Linked DNA regions of Sus scrofa: region 1 is linked to region 2. Evidence: chromatin contacts called from public HiChIP or PLAC-seq data. All regions are on one chromosome and are shown on one strand. Each heading gives the region's core, a stretch centred on a gene start, on an enhancer-like site or on the middle of the called end of the contact. The rest is flanking DNA. Distances are from core to core; before and after follow the strand shown.

The links. HiChIP or PLAC-seq counts read pairs in DNA pulled down with a chosen protein or histone mark.
Region 1: a contact with region 2 is called in an H3K27ac HiChIP or PLAC-seq map of alveolar macrophages. The contact joins two enhancer-like sites. A contact is called at or near these places in 2 of 47 Hi-C or Micro-C datasets (heart right ventricle and omental adipose tissue) and 2 of 2 datasets of contacts at active chromatin or transcription factors (alveolar macrophages and skeletal muscle).

What each region holds. Positions count from the first base shown.
Region 1 is chr14:28,775,810-28,780,916 of Sscrofa11.1, forward strand. All of the region lies in intron 22 of NCOR2 (nuclear receptor corepressor 2), which reads left to right. Among named protein-coding and RNA genes, the nearest start is that of RFLNA, 63 kb to the right of the region's middle. Within about 2 kb of position 2,087, at least 45 of the 83 cell types and tissues checked have an H3K27ac peak or open chromatin away from gene starts, as enhancers often do. A contact at or near this core is called in alveolar macrophages, where this site is marked.
Region 2 is chr14:28,580,092-28,584,877 of Sscrofa11.1, forward strand. No RefSeq gene overlaps it. Among named protein-coding and RNA genes, the nearest start is that of NCOR2, 60 kb to the right of the region's middle. Within about 2 kb of position 2,595, at least 4 of the 83 cell types and tissues checked have an H3K27ac peak or open chromatin away from gene starts, as enhancers often do. A contact at or near this core is called in alveolar macrophages, where this site is marked.

The DNA of each region.
Region 1 (5,107 bases), core at 837-3,336, 200 kb after region 2:
TCTGAAGGTTTCTTCCTGCCCCCCGCCCCACCCCCAGCTCTGGTGGTGCCAGCAATTGTTGGCTTGTAGATACATCACTTCCAGTCACGTGACATTCTCTCCATTATGTCTGTGTGCCCAGATTTCCCTTTACTATAAGGACAAACATTCATTGGATTAGGGTCCACCCTAAGGACCTCACTTAACTTGATCACATCTGCAAAAGAGCCTGTTTCCAAAGAAGTTCACAGGTACCTGGCTGTTTGGACTTGTGATTGTATTTTGGGGGACGCGATTCTACCCTCAGCACAGTGGGAACAGCAAGTGCAAAAGCCTGGAGGTGGGACCGAGCTTGCGTGATTCAGGCACTGAGCTGGCAGAGCAAGTGGGGGGGGGCCCGGTGGGAGGGTGCGGGGCCCACCTCACTGGGCCTCTCGGGCTGGGTAGGTGGCTGCACCTTGTTCTCAAGGTGACGGGAAGACCTGGAGAGCTGTGCCTGAGAGAGTTGGGGGGTGTCTCAGGCTGGGAAACCCGCTCCGTGTGTGGGAGGTTTGATCGGGGACCCAGGGATGCAGGTTGAGAGGCAGTGGTGACCACGTCCCAGCGGATGGTGATGAAGGTCCATATGAGGCTGATGGCGATGGACTCAGGGAAAAAGGGCGGATTCCCGGGATGCCTAGCGGCTCCTCCTTCGCCCACAGAGGGTCCCCGAGGCCCCTGGCCAGAACCAAAGCTGGCAGCCCCAAGTTAGGGCTGAACGTGGGCAGCAGAAGGCGGGGCAGTGGAGACCCGCTCCTGCTCCCATCCGGGCAGCTTGGAGAATTGTTTGCTAGGGAGGCAGGCGGGTCATTTTTATTTTGACTAAAAACAGTATAGTCTGTTTTCTCTCTTCTCACGTGTCTCGGAAAAGTTCTCGCAGGGTGAGAGGGAGGAAAATCTGACTTTCAAATCTGATGCGTTCACTGGGAGCCGTTTCCTCTGCCCCATGATTCACCTTGGGACAGGAGAAAATGGCAAGTTCTAGAATGTTTCATATGAAAAAATCAGACTTGGGTTTCCAGTTGTGGCTCAGCAGGTTAAGGACCCAACTAGTATCCATGAGGGCATGGATTCAATCCCTGGCCTCACTCAGTGGGTTAAGGATCTGGCGCTGCCATGAGTTGTGGTAGAGGTCACAGACGCAGCTCAGATCTGGCGTTGCTATGGCTGTGGTGTAGACCAGCAGCTACAGTTCCGATTTGACAACCCCTAGCCTGGGAACCTCCATATGCCATGGGGTGAGGACGTGAAAAAAAAAAAATCAGTCTTGGTCAGAGCTCTCTGGGTCTCCACGTGCTCCACAAAAGCTAGTGGGCCATGTTATCCTCCTGAGTTCAGGGGTCCCTGGCAGGAACCTCATCCCGCTTGTCTGAGAAACAGCGGGTCTGGTGTGTGGCCCTTTGATAGGCGAAGGCCTGGCCAGCGGGATTCTGAGGGCACAGGGGTCCTGAGCTTCCTGCCCAGTGGGCACATCTTGGAAAACAGTGCTCATTGCATCTCTGTCCACTGGGGAGGGCTGGCGGCCAGGGTGGGCCACTGGGCTCACTCTTTGTGCCTGGGTAACGGGGTCAGGGTGGGCGGCTCCCTACCCCGCTCCTGCTGGCCTCGGGGGATAGAGTCATGGAAACACATGTTTCTGCTCTTAGCAGGAAGAGTGCTGAGCTCATGGGGCAGCCACAGTGGAGTGGCCTCCTGGAGTCTGTGTTTGGGGTGCACTTGGCCTGCCCAAGCTGGACAGCTCGGAGGGTTGGGCTGTATCCCATTAGCCCCCTGGACCTCTCGGGCCAGGCCTGAAGCCCCATAGCCTACTTTCAGCCTCTCCCCACTCCCCTACAGCCCCACCCTGGGACGTGTCCTTCCCTCCCCCAGCTGGGTCTGGCTTCTGTCCACTCTTCCTGCCTGAATGTCCAGCATTTGCTCCCTCGGGAGCAGGAGCCCTGGGCTGGGAGTCAGGACACCTGGTTTGTCACGCCCTATGTGACCGAGGCCAGTCCCCCGCCCAGGGTGAGGCTGGACTCAGGCCAGCCTCCTGACCTCTTCCTGGCTGGCAGTCCGCCACCCCTCCCTCCCCGGCCGCGGCCGCACAGGGCCAGGCGGGCGCCGGAGGACGCAGGCGGGATGCGTCAGAGCACAGCCTGGCAGCCAGCGCCTCTCAGAAGGGCCGGCGGGACGGGTGGGCCCCCTGGGCGACCCCAGGTCCTGGCCGCCTGCCCACAGCCCTCCTTCCTGCCTGGCAGCCCCAGCGCAGTGAACTGGGTGTCCCTGGACAGACACAAGATGCATCTCGTTCTGGCCCGTGCCTGGCCGGCTTTGGGAGAGAAAATCATATCCTGCTTTTACTCTCCATCACTTTCCGCCAGGCAGCTCCGCTGGGGAGTTTTCCTGGCCCGTGGCCAGAGATAGAGGCTCTGATTGCAGAACCTCGAGTTTGCCTGCCCCTCGCCTGTTCTGCTTCCCAGAGAAGGTGCCTGGGCATTTTCTGGAAGGGCTGGCTCTTCAGAAAGTCCCTTCCCCTGGGCCTCAGTTTTTTTGTTTTTTTGTTTTTTCCCATGTGTTAGATGGGTGCGGGTAGCCCCACTTCTGAGCTTCTTGTGAGGATAATGGACTTATTAGCCATGTTGCCAACCTGGTACCAGGCCCACAGTAGATGCTCAGTAAAGAATTTGCTGTCCTCCTTTGGAAGGCTTCAGGGACTCCCCCAAAGGTCACTCCAAGAGGAGGATGGAACGTGGCTTTTCCGCTGAGCCCCTGGAACTTGGAAAGAATGTAACAGCAATTTCTACTTTATTCATTTATTCCATAAATGATTAACTGGGCACCAGTATGTGCCAGGCACCATTCTGGGCTCAAGGGGTGCTGGGATCAGGACAGATAAGGTCCTGGCTCTAGGGAGCTTACGTTTTAGTGAGAGTGACTAGTAGGGGACCGGAACGGTAATGGAAGAAAGGGAATTCTCATGTGATAAGGGGATGACGGAGAGATTAGGAGGGGGTAGCAGGTGCAGGGATGGGCGGGGCGGTCAGGGAGGCCTGTCCAAGGAGGTGACACTGAAGGATGATCAGAGTACATAGTGTGAGATGTGGAGAGAAAGCCGGTGGAGGGAACAGCCGAAGGCCCTGGGGCCACATGAACTTATATTCCGTAGACAGCAAAGAGGCCTGAGGCGGACGGAGAGTGGAGTCAGTGAGGGGGAGAGGGGAGGGCAGGAGAGGAGGTCACAGAGGTGGGAAGGGACCTGGCCCAACCTGCCCCCACGGTGGCCCCCGTGGGTCCCGTTGGGGAGGGGGCTTTTGTCCCGGGGGCATGGGAAGCAGCCTGACTGTTGGCAGCAGGGATCGTCCCTGCCCCAGTGATAATGGGGAAGCTGGCAGAGAGGAGGCCTGTTGTTCAGACCCGGAGTCCCCTGGCGCCCCCTCCCCTCCCCAGCCCTGGTCTTCCAGGGCAGGAAGAAAAACCACAGTAATGGGAAGATGCCTGACCTGTTCACACAGGGGCTGTTCTCAGCACTTCCCATGCCTTTGCTTGTCCCACCCCTGGGACAGTCCTTGGAGGGAGCGACTGCTCTCGTACCCAGATTACAGATGAGGAAACTGGGTGAGCACCGTGGTTTAAGTCCTGCAGCCCAAGGCAGGATTTGAACCTGGAGCCTTGAACCACAGGGCTGGGTGGTGGGGGCTGGCTGCTCCCAGCCTGGTTGCCGGCGTCCCTGCCCGTCCCAGATCATGTGCACAGTGCCAGGCTCCGAGAGCCCCTGCCCTGCCCGGGGCCTCTGGAGAGGAAAATAAAAGCCCTGTCTTCCAAGAAAACAAAGGGAAGAGAATGGAGGGCACTGCTGTGAGGATGGCTCCGGGGGTGGTGCTCACCACCACCGCCGTGGTGCTCGGGGAGATGGGGGAGCCATGTGAGCGCCATCTGCCCGCTCCTTGGGGGCTCAGGACCCTTGTGCTTGTGGAAGATCTCAACCCAGACCCTCTTTCTTGCCTGTCCATTCTGTATAGTGAGAGCCCAGGCTGTCAGCTTGTAACCTGTGACATGCTGTGCCCATGGCTGCGGTCCCCACTCAGCTCCTGCCTCACTGGCCGGGGCTGGGGGGGACTCAGGACAGAGGGGTCTGGACCTCTGTGTGCGTCCCCCAGCTGGTGTCTGCTGAGAGCGTTTGACCCTGGCAGTCCTGGCTTCCCTCTCCTCCGATCTGACTGCCCACCACCTGGACAAGGCACCACAGGGAGCAAGGCAGGACACAGCCCTGAGGGGAGGGTTCTGGTTTGTTGACAGTCAAGAGTGAGACACACAGAGTTCCCTGGTGGCCTAGTGGGTTAAGGGCTTGGTGTTATCATTGCCGTGGCTCAGGTTCAGTCCCTGGCCCGGAAATTTACATGTGCCATGGGCATGGCCCCCTCCCCAAAAAAGAGTGAGACACAGACACTTTTTTGTATGTATTATTAAAACATATTTTGTGTCCCTACAAAGTTATATTGACACAGTCAAAAAAGTTTACATTTTAACTTTAAAATTGACATTTAAAAGTATTTTATACAGCAAATAATATAACATTGTCACTTTATTGTCCATAGAAACAATATAGTTAATGTATCAAACCCTTGATTTCACCGCTAGCAAATAGTATATTCTTTATCTTTTCCGTGCAGGAGCTTTATTGAGACATCGTTCACAAACCATACAGTTCAGCCATTAAAGCGCACAGTTCGGTGGTTTTTAGCACATTCACAGAGTTGGGTAATCATCACCAATACTTAACTCCAGAACATTCTCATTACCCCCAGAAAGAAACCCCGGACCTGTAGCCGTCACTCCTTACCCTCCATCCTCAGGCCCTGGCAATGCGGTTGTGTCTCCTGTGTCTGTGGATTTGCTTATTCTGGGAATTTCTTGGCCTTTTGCAACTGGCTTCTTGCACTTAGCATCATGTTTTCGAGGCTCAGCACTTCATTCTTTTACGGCTGAATGATGTGCCGTTGTATGGACAGACCACATTTTGTTTATCTATTCATCCGGCTTTGGACACTTGTGTTGTTTCTACCTTTTGGCTCTTGTGAATCGTGGCTGCTGTGATCTTTCGTGAACAAGT
Region 2 (4,786 bases), core at 1,345-3,844:
CTGAGGAATAGGCTGAAGTAAAGATAATAGTAGCTGAGGTGTGTTGAGAGCTGGACTTTGCATGCATTGACTCCCTTTATTCTCAAAACAATCCTGTGAACTAGGTCCCATCACTTAAACCTGTTTTACAGATGAGGAAACTGAGGCCGAGAGAGTTACTCAGAGGGAACATGGCAGAGCCTGGATTTGAACCCAGGCCATTGGATGCCTGAGTAGTTATCCCCTTCTCCCTTGCTATGGGAGCCATGACTTTATTTAAAGACACATGCCTCTGCATGTGCCACAGGAAAGTGTTTGTAACACATCCCCAGCTCTGGGCAGAATCCCGATTGGTCTCAGACGATTTATCGGATCTCCTTTCCTTTGCCAGAGAATGGGCCTGGGACCCAGGTCTAGCCAATGATACATGAGCCAAGGCGTTCAGTGGGTTTTATTTTATTATTTTTATTTTTTAAATTTTTTTGTCTTTTTGCCATTTCTTGGGCCGCTCCCGCGGCATATGGAGATTCCCAGGCTAGGGGTCTAATCAGAGCCGTAGCCGCCGGCCTACGCCAGAGCCACAGCAATGCGGAATCCGAGCCACATCTGTGACCTACACCACAGCTCACGGCAATGCTGGATCCTTAATCCACTGAGCAAGGGCAGGGATCGCACTGCAACCTCATGGTTCCCAGTTGGGTTTGTTAACTACTGCGCCACGAAGGGAACTCCGTTCAGTGGGTTTTAGGGAAAGATTTCTTGTTCTCCATGCACTGGCTGTTGTGTCTGGATGTATTAGCTAGAGCAATGGCAGCCTTTTTGTGGTCATAAAGGAATTTGGGGTGAGAACAAAGTTGAGGATAAGAAACAAGAAAGATGGAAGGAAACTGAGGGTCCATGACCATGGTACTTGATTAACCAAACTCAGAACAACCACCTGCCACTGATTTCTTGCTCTATGAAATAACAAATAATCTCATTGTTCAAGCTGATTTGTGCTGGGGTTTCTGTTACTTGGATTATGATGAATATAACTGAATGGCTGTCAGCTTCATGCAGACACGGATGCTCTCCTTTTGTGGTTGCCACTGTATCTTTATTATGTGGAACATAACAGGTGCTCAATTAATATTTGTTAAATGGGAATTCCCTTGTGGCTCAGCAGGTTAAGGATCTGGCATTGTCACTGCTGTGGCTCTGATTACTGCAGTGGCACAAGTACAATCCCTGGCTCAGGAACTTCTCATGCCGCTAGTGAAGTCAAAAATAAAAATTCTTAAAAGAATTGGAGAAACAGACTGGCTGGAGCACCCATGTTTAGGTTCAAAGAACAAGCATGGCAAAAGCTGGAATCCTGAAATGATGGTGACTGTAGACTCTGTGGTCACCATCAGACCTGGTTCAAGGTTAGGGCTCTACTTCTCAAAGTCGGGTGACCTTGAGCCTCTCTTGCTTTGGTTTTCTTGTGCATAAAAGGGATCTGATAGAATAGTGACCTCCTCAAAGAGGTCCACACCCTAATTCTGAGAACCTGAGAATGTGTGACCTTAACCTTACATGACCAAAGGACTTTACCGATGTGATGCAGTGAAGGATCTCGAGATTGGCTCAGTCTCCTGGATATTTGGGGGAAGGGGGGCAATGTTATCACGAGGGTCCACATAAGAGGGAGGCAGGAGGGTCAGAGTCAGAGAAACAGATGTGATGATGCAGCAGAAGTTGGAGCTATGCAGGGCCACTGATTTCTCAAAGCTGGAAAAGGCAGGGAGATGGATTTTTCTCAAAGCCTCTGAAAAGAACACAGCCTTGCAGACACCTTGAGTCTAGCCCTGTAAGACTCACTGGGGACCTCTGATGTCCAGAACTCTAAAGTAATAAGTTTACGTTGTTTTAAGCCACTACGGTTATGATCATTTGTCCTAGCAGTGACCAGAGATTTATACCAAGAAGCTAGTATAGTGTTTACCTCCTCCTTCCTGTTCTTACAGGGATTCAGGGAGTTCAGACATGAATTTGACATGTTGTGAGAGCGCAGCTAGGCCTAGCTGTTACTAATCAGTCCCAGCACAAGTCGCGCCTCTGCCAGGAAGTCATCCTTGATTCCTCCGGCCAGTACCCACCTCTCCCCTTCCTGGTAACCACTAACGAAAGGAGTCTGGTTGACATTTATGTGGCCCCAATACAGTGCTTAGGGCTTTCCATCAGTATCTATTTTCCAGGCCCACCCCAAGAAGCAATGGCTTGCATGCTACCCATTTCACAGAGGAGGAAACTGAGGCATAAGCAGGTTAAGAAAGATAATGAAATGGGGTGAGAGGAGGCCTGATCCACCCACGTGAGGCACCCTTTCCTGGATGGCTTAGACTCGGATGGCCTTGCGAATAGATGGGCCTTGCAGTCTCTGTGTAAGCCTCTCCATAAAGAGCTTCAAAGGAATCACAGAGGAGCAGAAATTGACATTTTTTCCCCATGTAGCTGCCAAAGCAAACTGACAGGTACAAGCGGGCTCCCCTCCCTTTGTCTGGCCCAGACTTGTCTCCATACCCAGCCCTGCAGGTCTCCCCTCTGTGCCTGGGTGCTGCGGGGATGGGTCTGGTTCATGGCCAGCCCCTCCGGCATCGGCTTCCTCTTCCCCACGTCCCTGCCCCGCCGTGACACATCATTTCTCACTGCGAGGCCGCCCACCTTGGGCTGCTCAAAGGGACAACTGTTCTGAAACACGACCCAGACCTGACCACAGTCCTACTGAAAAGCCCTCAGGGTCTCCCCAGTGCTGGCAGGGAAAGTCTGGACTCCCTGTGTGGCATACAAGGATGCTCATATTTGTCAGGTTCCTCTGTTCTATCTCAGGGCCTTTGACTTACTGTATCCCCTGCCTGAAATGCCTTTTCTCTTTTTCTCTTTTCTTTCTCCCTTCCTTTCTCTCTTTCTCCCTTTCTCCCTCTCTCTCTCTCTCTCTCTCTCTCTTTTTCTTTCTTAGCTGTGCCTAAGGCATGCAGAAGTTCCCGGGGGCAAGGGTCAAACCTTTGCCATAGCAGTGACTATGCTGGATCCTTAACTGTGAGGCCACCAGGGAACTCCCCTGACATGCCTTTTCCATGGATATCCTCATAGCTGGCTCTGTCCTTGCACTCAAAGAGGTCTTCCCTGACCACCCTCTGTCACCCTCTGCTTTACTCTTCTTCGTTCAACACTAGCTGACATCACAACACGCCATTACGTGTTGACTTGTTTGTTTGATGCCTCTCAGTGGAAGATGGTCCCTATGAGGTCACGGAGTTTTACCCTGGGTCTCTCAGTGATAAGTGTTAGAAGGAAGGTTAATCAGGAAAGGAGAATTGGGAGCTTTGGAGAGGGGCTTGTTTTAGAAAGAGCAGGGGAGTTCCCACTGGGGCTCAGCAGAAACGATTCTGACTAGCATCCATGAGAAGGCAGTTTCGATCCCTCGCCTCGCTCAGTGGGTTAAGGATCTAGCATTGCCATGAGCAATGACATAGGTCACAGACATGGCTCAGATCTGGCTTTGCTGTGGCTGTGGTGTAGGCTGGCAGCTGCAGCTTCAGTTCAACCCCTAGCCTGGGAACCTCCACATGCTGCAGGTGCAGCCCTAAAAAAAAAAAAAGTTCTTAAAGAATACTTTTTTTTTGGCCACACCAGCAGCATGTAGAAGTTCCCAGACTAGAGGTGGTTGAAGGGTGTGAGGTGGCTTCTGCACTTGAGGCAAAGCTGCAGAGCTGGGCTGCCAGGGGAACTGCTGCCCCCGCCCTGGGGAGGAAGCTGCCCTCTGAATGAGGTGCTGCCCCCTGATGCCACTTTCAGACCTGCCCCACTGCTGTGGTGCACCCAGCCCAACAGCTGGACTTTCACTCTACCCCTGGATCCCGTTGCAAACTCTAGTGTTAACTACGGATGGATGGAACCAGAATCCACATGGAACTCTGGCTGCAAGGGAGTCTGGGAAACTTGTTGGCTTCTGCTGTGCAGGAAGGCAAGCCGGGAGGAGAGAGGAATGGACACTGCCCTTGCAAGGAAGCTAGCTCCATGGGAGTCCTGTTCACTGCCGGGCCCTGGGGCCAGCCTAATACATGTTTGAAGAGTGACTGAATGAGGTGTCAGGGTTGGGAGTTGAACACAGATCTGTCTGATTCACAACCGTGGCTCCTTTCCAGTTCAACTTGCTTGTGCTTGCTAGACGGACTGTCCTCTGGGACCTGAGAGCCTTGCATACTTTGCATACGCAGTGCTGGGTTTTTGTTATTCCTGAGGGCGCTGAGAGGCCTGGAGGACCCTTCTGGATCAGATGAACCCACCGCATTGATATTTTTCTTTTCTTTTCTTTTTTTTCTGCTGGCCTTGCCGGCGGCATGTGGAAGTTCCAGGGCCAGAGATCAAACCTGAACCACAACAGTGTCACCTGAGCTTACAGGTGACAGTCCCAGAGTCTTAACCCACTGCACCACAAGGGAACTCTGACATTCTTAAAATGAGAATTATTATTGGCTCTGTTAGGTAAAAGCCAGAGGGGACCCAGAAGGAACACACACACTGGGCTCCAAGACCACAGGACTTTGCTGGCCGTGGACAGGCCTCTGGGCTCTGATTTCGCCTTGTCCAGGGGCCTGTGCCCTGGGCCCATAGGCAGGGCGCTTCAGGTCAGGGCTGCTTGGAGAGTCACACATGGTAACCACTGCCATGTGGATTCTTATACTGATCAGACATCCGTGAGCAGTCGCCACCCTGGGAAGCCTGGGGCTTTTGTTGGCTTCCCAGGCCCGACTGGGAGGTCAGGCCACCCAGGGACTAATTC